Linked DNA regions of Hordeum vulgare: region 1 is linked to region 2. Evidence: chromatin contacts called from public Hi-C data. All regions are on one chromosome and are shown on one strand. Each heading gives the region's core, a stretch centred on a gene start, on an enhancer-like site or on the middle of the called end of the contact. The rest is flanking DNA. Distances are from core to core; before and after follow the strand shown.

Region 1 (6,712 bases), core at 3,026-5,525, 810 kb after region 2:
GCTGAATACTTATGTATGTGCTTCATTTCAAACTTATTTTTGTATGTACTGGAGAGTCCAAAAAGATGTAAACGTTATTGCGAACCAACCTATGGTTGAATTGTTAGAGGGTCAATGGTATTTTCAGTCCATCGAGGATCAAATCCTGATGCTCGCATTTATTTCAGAATTTTCAACTATATGCATTCAATGGGAGGTGACGTTTTCGTTGATGACGAGATGCCTACGGTGACTTTATTAATTTTAAGATGATATGTCGGCCAGTCTCTCGAAGATGCTCATAGAAATAGGATATGCGTGTGTGCATTTATAAAGATGGGTGTATACGCGTGTACATAAATACTTGCGCCTGTATTGTGTTTAAAAATAAGATGTATGCATTATTTCCCCTTCCATGGTGGTGTGTGTTCCAAAACAAAAGTGGACGTGATCCTTCTAGAAAAACAATCGAACAAAGAGTAAAACAAAGTTGTATGTGTTGCTCATTGCCTCGTCTACGCCGGTGTGATTAATTTGTGCCTAAGTAAACACTCCCTCCGTTCAATAATTCTGGTTGTTGTTTTAGTTCAAATTTGAGCTGAAAAAATGACAAGAATTATGGAACGGAGGTAGTAGAATTTAGTGTTTTAAAAATAGTAAATAGAATTCAAAGTTGACCTAAATGTGAATGGAGCAACATGTAATGTATGGACCTTAAATTAATTACTTTCATGTAAAAAAATGGCTATTCTTCATGTTAATCTCATCTCTCCACCCATATAAAAGATATTTTGCACAGCCATTATAACAAAAATTATGTCAAAATGTCAACATGTATCAAAGAAGAATTGATTGGATATTTTCCATACGATTTATTTTGAATGCTTCTCTATAAAACAAAACAACATTAAATTTGAAATATCCGTAATAATCAAAGCCTTGATTATAAATAATTACAAATTGCTAAATGGATGCAAGTGCATTAGAATACCGCCGACTTGAGAAGTCAAGGATTACACTTCAGGTTCAATAATCAAGATATTTCAATCCATGAATATGCACATTACAATGTGAGAGTGTGTAGTCAGTAGAAAAAAATAATGCAAGTTCGTAAAGTAACCATAAGAAGGGATATGCCCACGTCCAAATAAATTTACGGCATCGGTGTCGCTAGATAAAGCTATATGTCATAGGCTAGAGTACCAGCTAGCACATTATGGTAGGTTTTATGCTGAACGGCATGCAAAAAATTCCATAACTTATAAATTTGTAGATGATGACTAAAACCATATTTTGAATATCTATATTTTTAAACACTTGACTACATGCATGGGTCTGTCACAGAAATAAGTAGTAGCAAGGAAAAATGGCATGTGTGTCTGTCACCGGAAATATGATACTAGCTTCTCATAAACTAATTTAATGGGTCCCACATCTTTGGTGAAGCCACTACCATTGAAATAATATACGAAGCAACTGCATAATTTTTTAGGTTAGCACAACATTTTATAACTATGGCATATTCTAAGTCAGCCTAAAACAAAGTTTAGGGCCTCTCTGGAAGTGGAAATTAAGAAACGGCTAGGATTAAGACATATAGAATTACAATTTAGTGGCATGTCTAACACTACAAGAATAATAACACATGTATTCCTTTCAAAGAAATGCTTACATTTTGCATGAGAAAAACACATGAAATTCGATAGTTTGTGCTGCCTAGAGAAAGACAGAAGAAAGAAAACAGTTTGTAGGATAGAAATACTATAATGTTTATGTTCCTTTGGTGAAAAGCAATTTCCTATTGCACCCCCCATTTTTCATACAAATATTTTTTATTTTGAAGAGGGCCTTCAGGTTTCCAGTATTCCTAATTATACGTTTCTTGCAAGACAAAATCATCTTGTTATTGAAATTGCCAGCTCGTGTTGTAGCACGGGTCCATGACTAGTAATTTAAAAAAGATGTTCTCATCGGCAACAAAGACGTTTGTGATGACTTTACTAATCTCAAGATGTTATATCGGTTTGATATTTTGGATATGTTCATAGAGTAGAGTGTGTACATGTGCCCATAGGGTGAGTGTGTATGTGTATGTGTATCTGCATTGTACTGTGTTAAAAACATGAGTAATTTTGAAAAAATAATTTTTTAAAGCAAACCAACCTATGGTTGGATGGTTAGAGGTACAGTGGTATCCTCAGTCCATTAAGGTTCAAATTCTGGTGCTCGTATTATTTCTGTATTTATTTTAAAATTTTCGACGATGCGCATTCAGTGGGATGATACGCTTTCGTCGACAATGAGGCGTCTACAATGACTTCATAAATCTTAAGAATATGTGTTGGCTTAGTTTGTCGAAAGTGCTCGTAAAGATAGGACATGTGTGGCTGCGTTTATAAGGGATGACTGCATGCGCGTATATATATAAGCTGTGGCGTTTATACTGTGTGCGATAATAATTTATATTTAGAATCTTAAAAAATAAGTAATTTCAGAAAGCAATGACAACATGAGGAAAGCTCCTAATCCACGCTTATAGCGGCCACTCGAGAAGCAACGCTCATGGGGAATTTCTGTGGGCCGCGACCCAATTAGTAAGTGGGTTTGCTTGCCGAAATCACTAATTAGCGAGTACACCTTTCAACGATTACTCTTACTTTCACATGTTGCCACAAATGGCATACTGCATGCGTGTCACTTGTCACAACCTGTGAGTTTTTTTTCGTACATTCGTTTTTTCAAAACGTTTTATCTCTTAAACCGTGCGTTCAAATCTCGAACCGATTTCATCGTTGGCTTTCTCGCGTCGAGATCTTAAAAACTAGATCCCATGTTGATAGTTTTTATGAACTTTTTTCATGAAGAAAACCATAAGAAAAAAACTGGACGAAAAAACTATGCCTCATGCGATAGAAAAAAAACAGAAAACATGGTTTTTTTTCTTTCCGAGAGGCATGGGTCGTGCCTCCCGCGAAGGCAAAACCGTGCCTCTCGCGGAAGCAAAACCGTGCCTCTCGTGAAAAAAAGATAGAGCAAAAAATGTGTATTTTCCCTTTTTGGAAGAGGCACGGGCGTGTCTCTTGCAAAGGCAAAACCGTGCCTCTCGCAAAAAAAACAAAAAACAAAAAACACGTTTTTTCCTTTCGGGAGAGGCACGGGCGTGCCTCTCGCAAAGGCAAAATCGTGCCTTTCACGGAAGCAAAACCGTGCCTCTCGTAAAAAAACAAAAAACACGTTTTTTTTCCTTTCCGAAAGACACGGGCGTGCCTCACGCGAAGGCAAAATTGTGTCTTTCGTGAAAGCAAAACTGTGCCTCTCGCAAAGAAATGAAAACGCGTTTTTTTTCTTTCTGAGTGGCACGGTCGTGCCTCTCGCGAAGGCAAAGCCGTGCCTCTTGCAGAAGTAAAACTGTGCCTCTCGCAAAAAAAAAGAATTTTTTCGCATAAAATAAAAAAGAAAACGCGTTTTTTCTGAAAAAATGTATTATTTTTTTCGTCCAAAAGTTACGAAAGACCGTGCAAACCATAACATCAAAAAATCAGAAAAAAACACTAAAAAAGGCGAAAATGTGTGCGAAAAAATAAAAATAAATAAAATCCGAAGGGAACAGTCAAAACGTGACACGTGGCAGGGGCTAAAAACGCTCCAAATGGCGGCGCGTGGGAGCGATCGCTGGAAGGCTCGTGAGGAAGGGTTAGCTAACTAGTTGTTCCCCTTGCTTGCTCAGGCAAATTTCCGACTGTCACAGCTCAAAATCATTAATTAAGGAGTATGGAATTTCCTGGGAGCTCCTATACAACGCCTTAACCGCAGGTCTGGCAAACTGGCGCATGCGGACCTCCTTCTTATGGGCCGGCCCATGTTAAATGTGTTGGTCCTTAAAAAAGTTCACCGATTTTCAAAATATATTTATATATTTTCAAAAAGATCACAGAATAAAAAAAAATATTGATTTTCAAAAAAAGTTCATTAATTTTAAAAACAGTTCACTGATTTTGAAAAAAAATCATGAATTTTAAATTATGCTCTCCAATTTTCCAAAATATTCATCTTTAAAAAAAATAAATCATCGACTTTCAAAAAAGTTCACGGATTTTCAAAAAAGTTCGTTGATTTGGATAAAAGTTCAGGGGCTAAAATACAGATCCGATCTCTAAACAGGCCGGCCCATGCGAAGCTCTGGAGGCGTCGGTTAGTAAAATTTGTCTTTAACCGGCGCTTGTGGCGCTAAATAGGGTTTTTCGAATTACCTATTAATCTCTTGTTGCGAAGCCTTGTCGTGGCTATGCATAGGGATTCCGACCGATCATTCGTGAATGGGTTAGCCCGTTTCACGTTCCAGTGCCCCTGTTTTGAGAACCTTCTAGACCTTTTTCCGTTGATTTTTTTTCTAGTTCTCGAAAAGACTTAGAAGATTCCATGAAATGATTTTTTCTTTTTTCTCTATTCGTTATTTTCTTTAATATTTCTGTTCAAATTGTTTTCTAGATTTTCATAAAATGTGCTTGATTTTTAAAAAATGCTTGTGATTTTGGAAAAATGTCCTGTACTTTCAGAATATGTTCCTCAAATTCGGAAAAAGTTTTTCTTTTCATAATTTATTCTAGAATTTCAAAAAATGTTCTATATTTTCAAAAAATGCTTTTCTAAATCAAAAGTTATTTTTGCTTTTTAGAAAAAATTCTGGATTTTTGAAAGATGTTATAGATTTTCGAAAAGTGTTCAGAATATTCACATTGTTTTTCTTAAAATTCGAAACATATTCTTGCTTTTTCAAAAACTATTCTGGATCTTAAAAAAATTTCGAGATTTTTAGAAAATGTTTTGTATTTTTAAAAAATGTTCGGTATTTAACATAATATGTTCGAAGCTTCGAAATATTTTCCCATTTTTCGTGGAATTTCAAAATTTGTTCCTAAATTTTAAAAATATTCGCGTTTTCATTTTCTCAGAAGTTTTAGAAAATGTTCCGGTTTCAAACATTGTTCACAAAATTCAAAAAATCTTCAAGATTCTTTTGCAGATTCAAAAAATGTTCCAGCTTAATTTTTGTTTCGCAGATTCACAAAATGTGCACAATTTTATAATTGTGTTCATGAATTTGAAATTTATTCATGTTTCAAAATTTGTTCACAATTTGAACAATGTTTACAGTTTCAAAATTTGTTCACAATTCGAAAAATGTTCAATATTTATAATTTTGTTCACGAGTTTGAGAATATGTCTGGATTTTGAAAAGAATTTTCTTTAGTTTTCATAAAAATATTATTCGGTTTCAAGAAAATTCTGCTCACACTTTCAAAATGTGTTCAACTTTTCAAATTTTGTTCATGCATTCAACATTGCTTTCAATTTTCAAAAAAATGTTTTCCAAATATCCTCGGTATTGTGTCTTCTTATAGAGATTTGAACAAAGATGTTCAGTTATTGTTGTGTGTCCGAGTGGCCATTTGCAAGTGCATTAATTACGAGGTCGCGGGTTTGATTCCATAGGGTTCGCTTATCTTTTTCAACCATTTTTTGTTCCGTGCAACAGAAAACGAAACAAGCAGCGACTTGGTGGGCTGGCCCAGCATTGCGTCGTCCTGTGCGTGCGAGCGACGAGGAGCCTTTCGTGATTTTCACGTCGAGAACTTCAAAACTAGATCTCATGTTGATAGATTTTGTAAAACTTTTTTTTCATGAAAAAACGGACCAAAAAAAAGTGTCTCTCGTGATAGGAAATAAATCAGAAAACACGCTTTTTCGTGCTTTTTTACCCCTTCGGATAAGCACGGCTGTGCCTCTTACGAAGGCAAAACTGTGTCTTTGACGGAAGCACAACCATGCCTTTCGTGAAAAAACTGAGTTTTTTCCTTTTCGAGAGGCACACAATCCAAGCAAAATTGTGCCTCTCGTGAAAACAAAACCGTGCTTCTAGAGAAAAAACTAAAAACGTGTTTTTTCTTTTTCTGAGAGGCATCACTGTGCCTCTCATGAAGACAAAACTGTGTCTCTCGCGAAAGTAAAACCGTGCCTCTTGCAAAAGCAAAAATCGTGCCTCTCACAAAAAAATTATAGAAAACGTGTTTTTTTTCATTCTTGAGAGGCACAACGGTACCTCCCGCGAAGGCAAAATTGTACCTTTCACGGAAGGCAAACTGTGCCTCTCGCAAAAAAAAACACATTTCTCGTGCAAAAAATGAATTTGTTTTGTCAAAAAACTAAGAAAGACCGATGAAAACCAAAACGAAAAAGAAATAAAAAACAATTAAAAAACCGAAAACACGTGCGAAAAAATAAAAAATAAAATTCAAAGGAAGTGCTGAGAGCGCTACACGTGGCGGCGGTTGAGAACGTGCCAAGTGACGCTGCGTGGAAGTACTTGCGAAGGAGCACTCGCTAACTAGTTGTTTTCCATGCAACTTCTTCGATGTGTGCGAGCGACGGTGCGAGACGGGCCGGCCCACTACAAGCATTTTAGTAGTGCGAGGCAATCCAGTCCACGCCTCTAAAATTTGTTCATGCATCTGAAATATCATAATTTTTAAACACATAGCATACCCAAAAAACCACACCCTCTAAAAATAGTTCGTGAAAATGAAAAAAGTGTGTGCATCCAAAAACGTTCATACATCTAAAAAAGTTCATGAATTTTAAATATATTCATGAATTTGAAAAAAAAATGTACATATGAAACAAGTTTGTGAGTTTGAAAGAAAATACACATCAGAATAAAGTTCATCAATTTAAA
Region 2 (6,207 bases), core at 1,639-4,138:
AGGGAAACAATCCGATCAATGTCTGCGGACGCGACGATCGCTCTCCACGAACTCTTGAGGGGTCGAATTTACCTAGTCCGGTTGTAGATACTCTAAATCTTAGAAAGATCATCATTCTGTATGGTTTGGTTATGGGGATGCTAGTGGCTGTTTGCTGGCGCTTTTCAGCTTACAAGTGCACGTATGCTATACTATGTACTATGTCAAAAATCAGTAACAAACTATATAAAGCCAAACGGATGACATCAGCACCATGAAAACCTATCCTGAAATTTTAAAAAATCAGTTACCTTCAAATGAGTCGGACAAATCAAAATCCGTTTCTTTCCGAGTTTCATGGCGTGACCCCCGCGTCGTCGCTCCTGGCGACTCGGGGGCGAACCCTCCCGTCGTCGGCGGCCCCCTCTCCCCCTCCCACTCGCTTTGCCGCTGCCGGAGGGGACGTCGGCGAAGCCACGCGCGCCCTGGGGATGACGGCGACGGGGCCCCTCGGGCTCTGGCGGCGGGATCTCGGGCTCTGGCGGCGGGATCTCAGGCTCTGGCAACGGGATCTCGGGCTCCGCCGGCGTTGGCCCGCGGGCTCTCGTGCTGCGGGATCTCGCCCATCCGGGCTGCCATGGCGGATGTGGGGCGTGCGACCAGTAGGGAGCGGCGACCGAGCGCGTCTGCGGTGGCAGGGGGCGTTGTCTGCGGCAACCATGGTTTCGGCGGTGTCGGCTCCGGTCAGGGGACGGTGCACTTGGTTATGGTCAGCCGACTGGCTGCTATGGCGGCCGGCGGCGCCAGATCTGGCCGCTGTCCTCCGGCCCTCATCTGTGGGCCTCTCTCCTACGGACTTGGCGGTGCCGGCGTTTGCCGGAGCCCTACATGCGGGTGAAGCCGGTGGAGGAGATTCGGATTGGGGGAAACCCCTTGGTTGGCCCAGGCCGGCCTCGCCGACGACGACGCTCAAGGGCGCCGTTTTTTTTAAGACGTCGGTATACATCTGCTCCTCTGCTCCCCCTCCTTGCCTCTAGGGTGAAAACCCTAACTTCGGTGGGCGGCGGCGGCGCCCTTGACGTCGTGACCTTCCTGAAGGCGTCGCCTTGAGGGCTGAGTGGTGGTGGGCACTGTGTGGGTCCTGAACGGTTGCTGGAGGTGGGCTCTGCTTCGGGGGAAACCCTAGGATCTGGTCTTCCAGATCGGATGATGCCGGTACTGCGGTGCCGTTTCTCTCTTTGGAGCATCGTTGGTGGAGCAGCGCTGGCGGACTGAGGCAGGAGGTGGAGCGACTTCGTCTTGCATGGAAATTCGATGGAGCTGTCAAGTCATACCTGGCCGACAGGTGCTACGCTGAGTCATGCCTGGTTGGCAGGTGCTACGCACGGCAGATCTTCCGGAGTCTTCGCAGCTGGACGGTTGAGCGCAGGGCGGTGGCGTCGTTGGGCGCCGTGGTGGCGTCGACAGATGATTGGACTCGCAAGGATGATGCGGATCTCTTTCCTGAAGATGGGTCAGTGGTTCAAGGATGATGACGACTGGTAAAACGTGTGCGTGAGGTATGCGTTTTAGATGTGCTGCACCGTCTGTTGTTCCTGGCACGTTATGTGGATGGATTAGAAACAACACCGGTTTTAGATATGTGGAGTGAGAGCACTCCATATTATCGAGTTTGTAGATGTGAGTGATAGCTTTGAATGAATTGACGTATACTCTTTTTAGATCTTTGTGAAATAATTAATAAGATGGCTGCATGCATCGATTGATGCAGAAGCCGGGGGTTTAACCTCCTTTTAAAAAAAGTAAAAAAAATTTAAAATCCGTTTTTACTGTTGTGTTTTTCATGACTAGTTGGTCGAAACTAGATCAGCAGTTCGACGAATATTATGTTTCAGAAACGAAAAGCAACTTTGTAATAGCGATATGGTTTTCCAACCCGTAGCGATTATCTTTCTACCACGACGAGCAAAATCAATCATATTTTGTACATTTATCCAACGGTGAAAACAAATCGTATTTCAGCAAAGTAATTGCTTGCATATCGTTCAAAGTGCTTTTGTGTAGTTTATATGACATGCCCCAGTTTCTTCAAATCAACATACAATACATTAAAAATACATGTTTACAAATAGAATTTTGCCATGCTAATTTGTGCTTTGAAAAATACAGGGGGTGAGTTTTTAATCAAAAATATAAAATATCAGTAGTACCCCGACACAACGCGCGTGCACGGGAACCTCGCGAAGCCCAAACTTGATGGATCCAATCAGCACTTGCCGGGCTTCTTGGGCCCGAACACGAAGTCGCCGGCCGTGTAGACCGCCTGCAGCCCGTCGGGGAGCGTCACGAACTTGCGGAACTTGAGCGGCGACCCCTTGTCGTCGTTCCCGCGGGGCTTGACGGGCACTCCGCACGCGCGCGCCGGCGACCCCAGCACGTACACCTTGCAGTCCTTGCTAGTGAAGGGCGCCGACTGCTGCGCCGTCTGGATCTGGAAGTAGCCGCGCTCGTCCGTGGCGCCCCACACCGACAGCGCCCACTCCCCGCGCCTGCACCGCAGCAGCGCGGGGGCATCTGCGTCGACAAAACAAGAGGCGGATTAGCAGATGAACAATGGTGTTTTTGATCCGTGTGGGCTGCTGGCCTGCGGCGCGCGCGCGCGCATACGTACTCGGGAGCGGGGACGCATTCCTGGACTGGACGTAGCCGGCGTACCGGCACCCCTTGCACCAGACGGCGCCCTCGACGCCGATGGTGAAGTTCAAGTTCGGCCGCGGCCGCGGCAGGCCCATCGCCGAGCCGCTGCCGGGGAGGCAGCCCACGGAGAGGACCAAAATGGCGAGGCAGACCAGGAGGCATCTCGCGAGCAAAGCCATTGTCGTAGCTTGCTAGTGGTGTGATCAAAGGAGAGCTCGTGATGTGATGATCGTGGCAAGCCTGAGAAGAGGGTTCGTTTTATAGGCTGGCGTGCATGTGTAGGTGAATCGAACCCCGGATTCCGGTTGGCGATATTGCTTTGGATCGATCGTAGATTGGCTCGCACGCGCGAGGAAGATGCGGTATCGATGCATTGCAAGGCTCGGGCGTACTGGCCCTACTGGGGAAACGGGGCTGACCGGACGTCGGGGCTGACGTACGTCATTCATACATGCATGTGGCTGGTGGCAGGTGCCTTGCAAGCTAAAACAGCACCGTCTAATAGAGCCTTTTGTACTCGAGAAGATGAATAATACTTAGGCTGTGTTTGGTTTTAAGGGACTAGATTATTTTTACTTTCAGGGACTAAAAAAAAATTCCTTTCAATAGAGTTTTTTTGTTGTTCTTTATGAAAAAGTCCCTCCTATTTGGTTATATAGGGACTAAAAGAGCGGAAATTGCTTTTGGCTCCCGAGCTCCATGGAGCCCTTTAAGTTTGAAACTCAAATTTCATGAAAATTCATATTTTTATAATTCAAAAAATTCAGAAAAAAATACAGGGATAAGTGAAGGCGTAACACACATGTGTGTAAATTTTCAGAAAAAAATACATTGAAATGAGGGCTGTGCAAAAAAGACAAATCTGAGGCTTTTTTACACATGACACTATTCATCATTTCAGGGCATGAATTTGTCTTTTTTGTGCAGATCGTATTTCAAGGTATTTCATCCTAAATTTTTGCACACATACGCATAACATCCTTCTTTACTTCCATATTTTTTTTCAGATTTTTTTGAAACTGAAAAGTTTGAATGTTGAATTATTCAAAATTTCAGCCTCCATGGAGGCCGAGCTCCAAACGTCCGAACTCCTAAAAGAGACTTTTTTTAGTCTAGTCCCTGTAAACAAATAGGGACTTATTACTATAGACCGTTGTTACCTGATGAGTAGGTTAGGGACTGTTTTACTTCATAAAATCTAGTTTCGCTTCATCAAATCCATTTTAAAACAGATTCATACAAAAATAAAGCTTTTATCTAACTCCAGCTTTAAGAATGAGAAATTTGATAAAAAGATATATCTAATTGAATGAATGGAAAGAAACGATAGAGTATCCACTTACTGATGACAGTGATGGATAATTTATTTCCAACTTTAGCTTTTACATTTTATTAAAGCACATTTTAAAGAGTTTTATAAAAATATGAAGTTGTAACCTAGATTTTAGTTTTTCAAAGCGACATGTCATGAAGCTATTCCGTTTAATTTGTGTTTTTTAAAACGGAGTTGAATTTAAAGAGCGAAGTAGTTTCAAACAGGCTCTTAATCAGGTATTTACTTCATCACTTGGATACTTGGCCGCGCAAATCCGTGGGCGTCGGCCGGGCGGCGGCGCCGTTACGCACTAGCGCTGGAAGGTGCACACAGCAGCAAAGGGGCGCCGATACTTCAATTTGCATGCAAAGGGATGCCATCATTGTCCTGATCGTTGGATCGATGGCTAAACATATATCGCCGCCCCACGATTTCACGCTTGCAAAGTCAACCCCAGCATGGCAGGATTTCTTCTGTTGCTGTACATAACTTGTTCCCGTGGAAATTAAGGACAATAAAACTGAACCACTTTGCTGCCTTCTCACGCCCTCTGTTTTTTCGTCCGTTGGATCGCGTGGTCTGGTCGTCGTTGGCCATCCGATCGCTAACTAGCGGGTCTGTCCTTAAGGGAAGCTACTCCCGTAGAAAAATCTGACCATCCTGGTTAATCGGGCCTGGCACCCGACTAAAGCCCATGAAGCATTTTCTCATCGAATGCACGATCCAGGGCCGGCCCTCAACATAAAAACGAAACAAAAATGTGAGCCAGCCTGGGGAAAACTAGGTACGCCGCCGCCGCCGCCGCGAGATAACGCACCTAGCTAGCCGGCGGTGAAATCATCTCCCCCTCGATCCTTCCCAGTGTCCATTGCCTCCAGGCCGCTACCACCTCACCTCCCTATTTTGCTGCTCTGTGCTGGTCGGAGGGGAGAGGAAGATGAAAGGATGAGCACCAACGGATGGGAAGAAGGGGAGCTCGAGCTGGAATGGACAAGGCCGAACATTTCGGCTCCTCGGACCTCGACATCGAACGGCGGCGCACTAGGAGTCCACGGCTCGTCAGCTCGCCGCACGGCCTGGGCGTTCCCAGGCGCGATTGTCACCACGCTTGTGCCCTACATGGACGCCGCTATACTTTGTTGGAAATATGCCCTAGAGGCAATAATAATTAGTTATTATTATATTTCTTTGTTCATGATAATCGTTTATTATCCATGCTATAATTGTATTGATTGGGAGCACAATACTTGTGTGGATACATAGACAAAACACTGTCCCTAGTAAGCCTCTAGTTGACTAGCTCGTTGATCAAAGATGGTCAAGGTTTCCTGGCCATAGGCAAGTGTTGTTACTTGATAACGGGATCACATCATTAGGAGAATCATGTGATGGACTAGACCCAAACTAATAGACGTAGCATGTTGATCGTGTCATTTTGTTGCTACTATTTTCTGCGTGTTAAGTATTTGTTCCTATGACCATGAGATCATATAACTCACTGACACCGGAGGAATGCTTTGTGTGTATCAAACGTCGCAACGTAACTGGGTGACTATAAAGATGCTCTACAGGTATCTCCGAAGGTGTTCGTTGAGTTAGTATGGATCAAGACTGAGATTTGTCACTCCGTATGACGAAGAGGTATCTCGGGGTCCACTCGGTAATACAACATCACACACAAGCCTTGCAAGCAATGTGACTTAGTGTAAGTTGCGGGATCTTGTATTACGGAACGAGTAAAGAGACTTGCGAGTAAACGAGATTGAAATAGGTATGCGGATACCGACGATCGAATCTCGGGCAAGTAACATACCGAAGGACAAAAGGAATGACATACGGGATTATATGAATCCTTGGCACTGAGGTTCAAACGATAAGATCTTCGTAGAATATGTAGGATCCAATATGGGCATCCAGGTCCCGCTATTGGATATTGACTGAGGAGTCTCTCGGGTCATGTCTACATAGTTCTCGAACCCGCAGGGTCTGCACACTTAAGGTTCGACGTTGTTTTATGCGTATTTGAGTTATATGGTTGGTTACCGAATGTTCATCGGAGTCCCGGATGAGATCACAGACGTCACGGGGGTTTCCGGAATGGTCCGGAAACGAAGATTGATATATAGGATGACCTCATTTGGTTACCGGAAGGTTTTCGTGCATTAGCGGAAAAGTTTCGGGCTCATCGGTAGTGTACTGGGAGTGCCGGGAGGGGT

What was found. A called contact is a pair of places that touch in the nucleus more often than the background predicts.
Region 1: a Hi-C map of leaf shows a contact between it and region 2, with 6 times the contacts expected there. The contact joins the enhancer-like site here to the promoter of LOC123440191 in region 2. A contact is called at or near these places in 2 of 6 Hi-C or Micro-C datasets (leaf and seedling).

Annotation. Positions count from the first base shown.
Region 1 is chr3H:469,759,061-469,765,772 of MorexV3_pseudomolecules_assembly, forward strand. No RefSeq gene overlaps it. Among protein-coding and RNA genes, the nearest start is that of LOC123441879, 21 kb to the left of the region's middle. Within about 2 kb of position 4,276, at least 2 of the 3 cell types and tissues checked have open chromatin away from gene starts, as enhancers often do. A contact at or near this core is called in leaf, where this site is marked.
Region 2 is chr3H:468,953,772-468,959,978 of MorexV3_pseudomolecules_assembly, forward strand. It overlaps LOC123440191 (non-classical arabinogalactan protein 30-like), which reads right to left and starts at 2,889. Exons shown (of 2, transcript XM_045116765.1): 1 at 2,651-2,889; 2 at 2,019-2,553. The coding sequence starts at 2,855. The coding sequence ends at 2,246.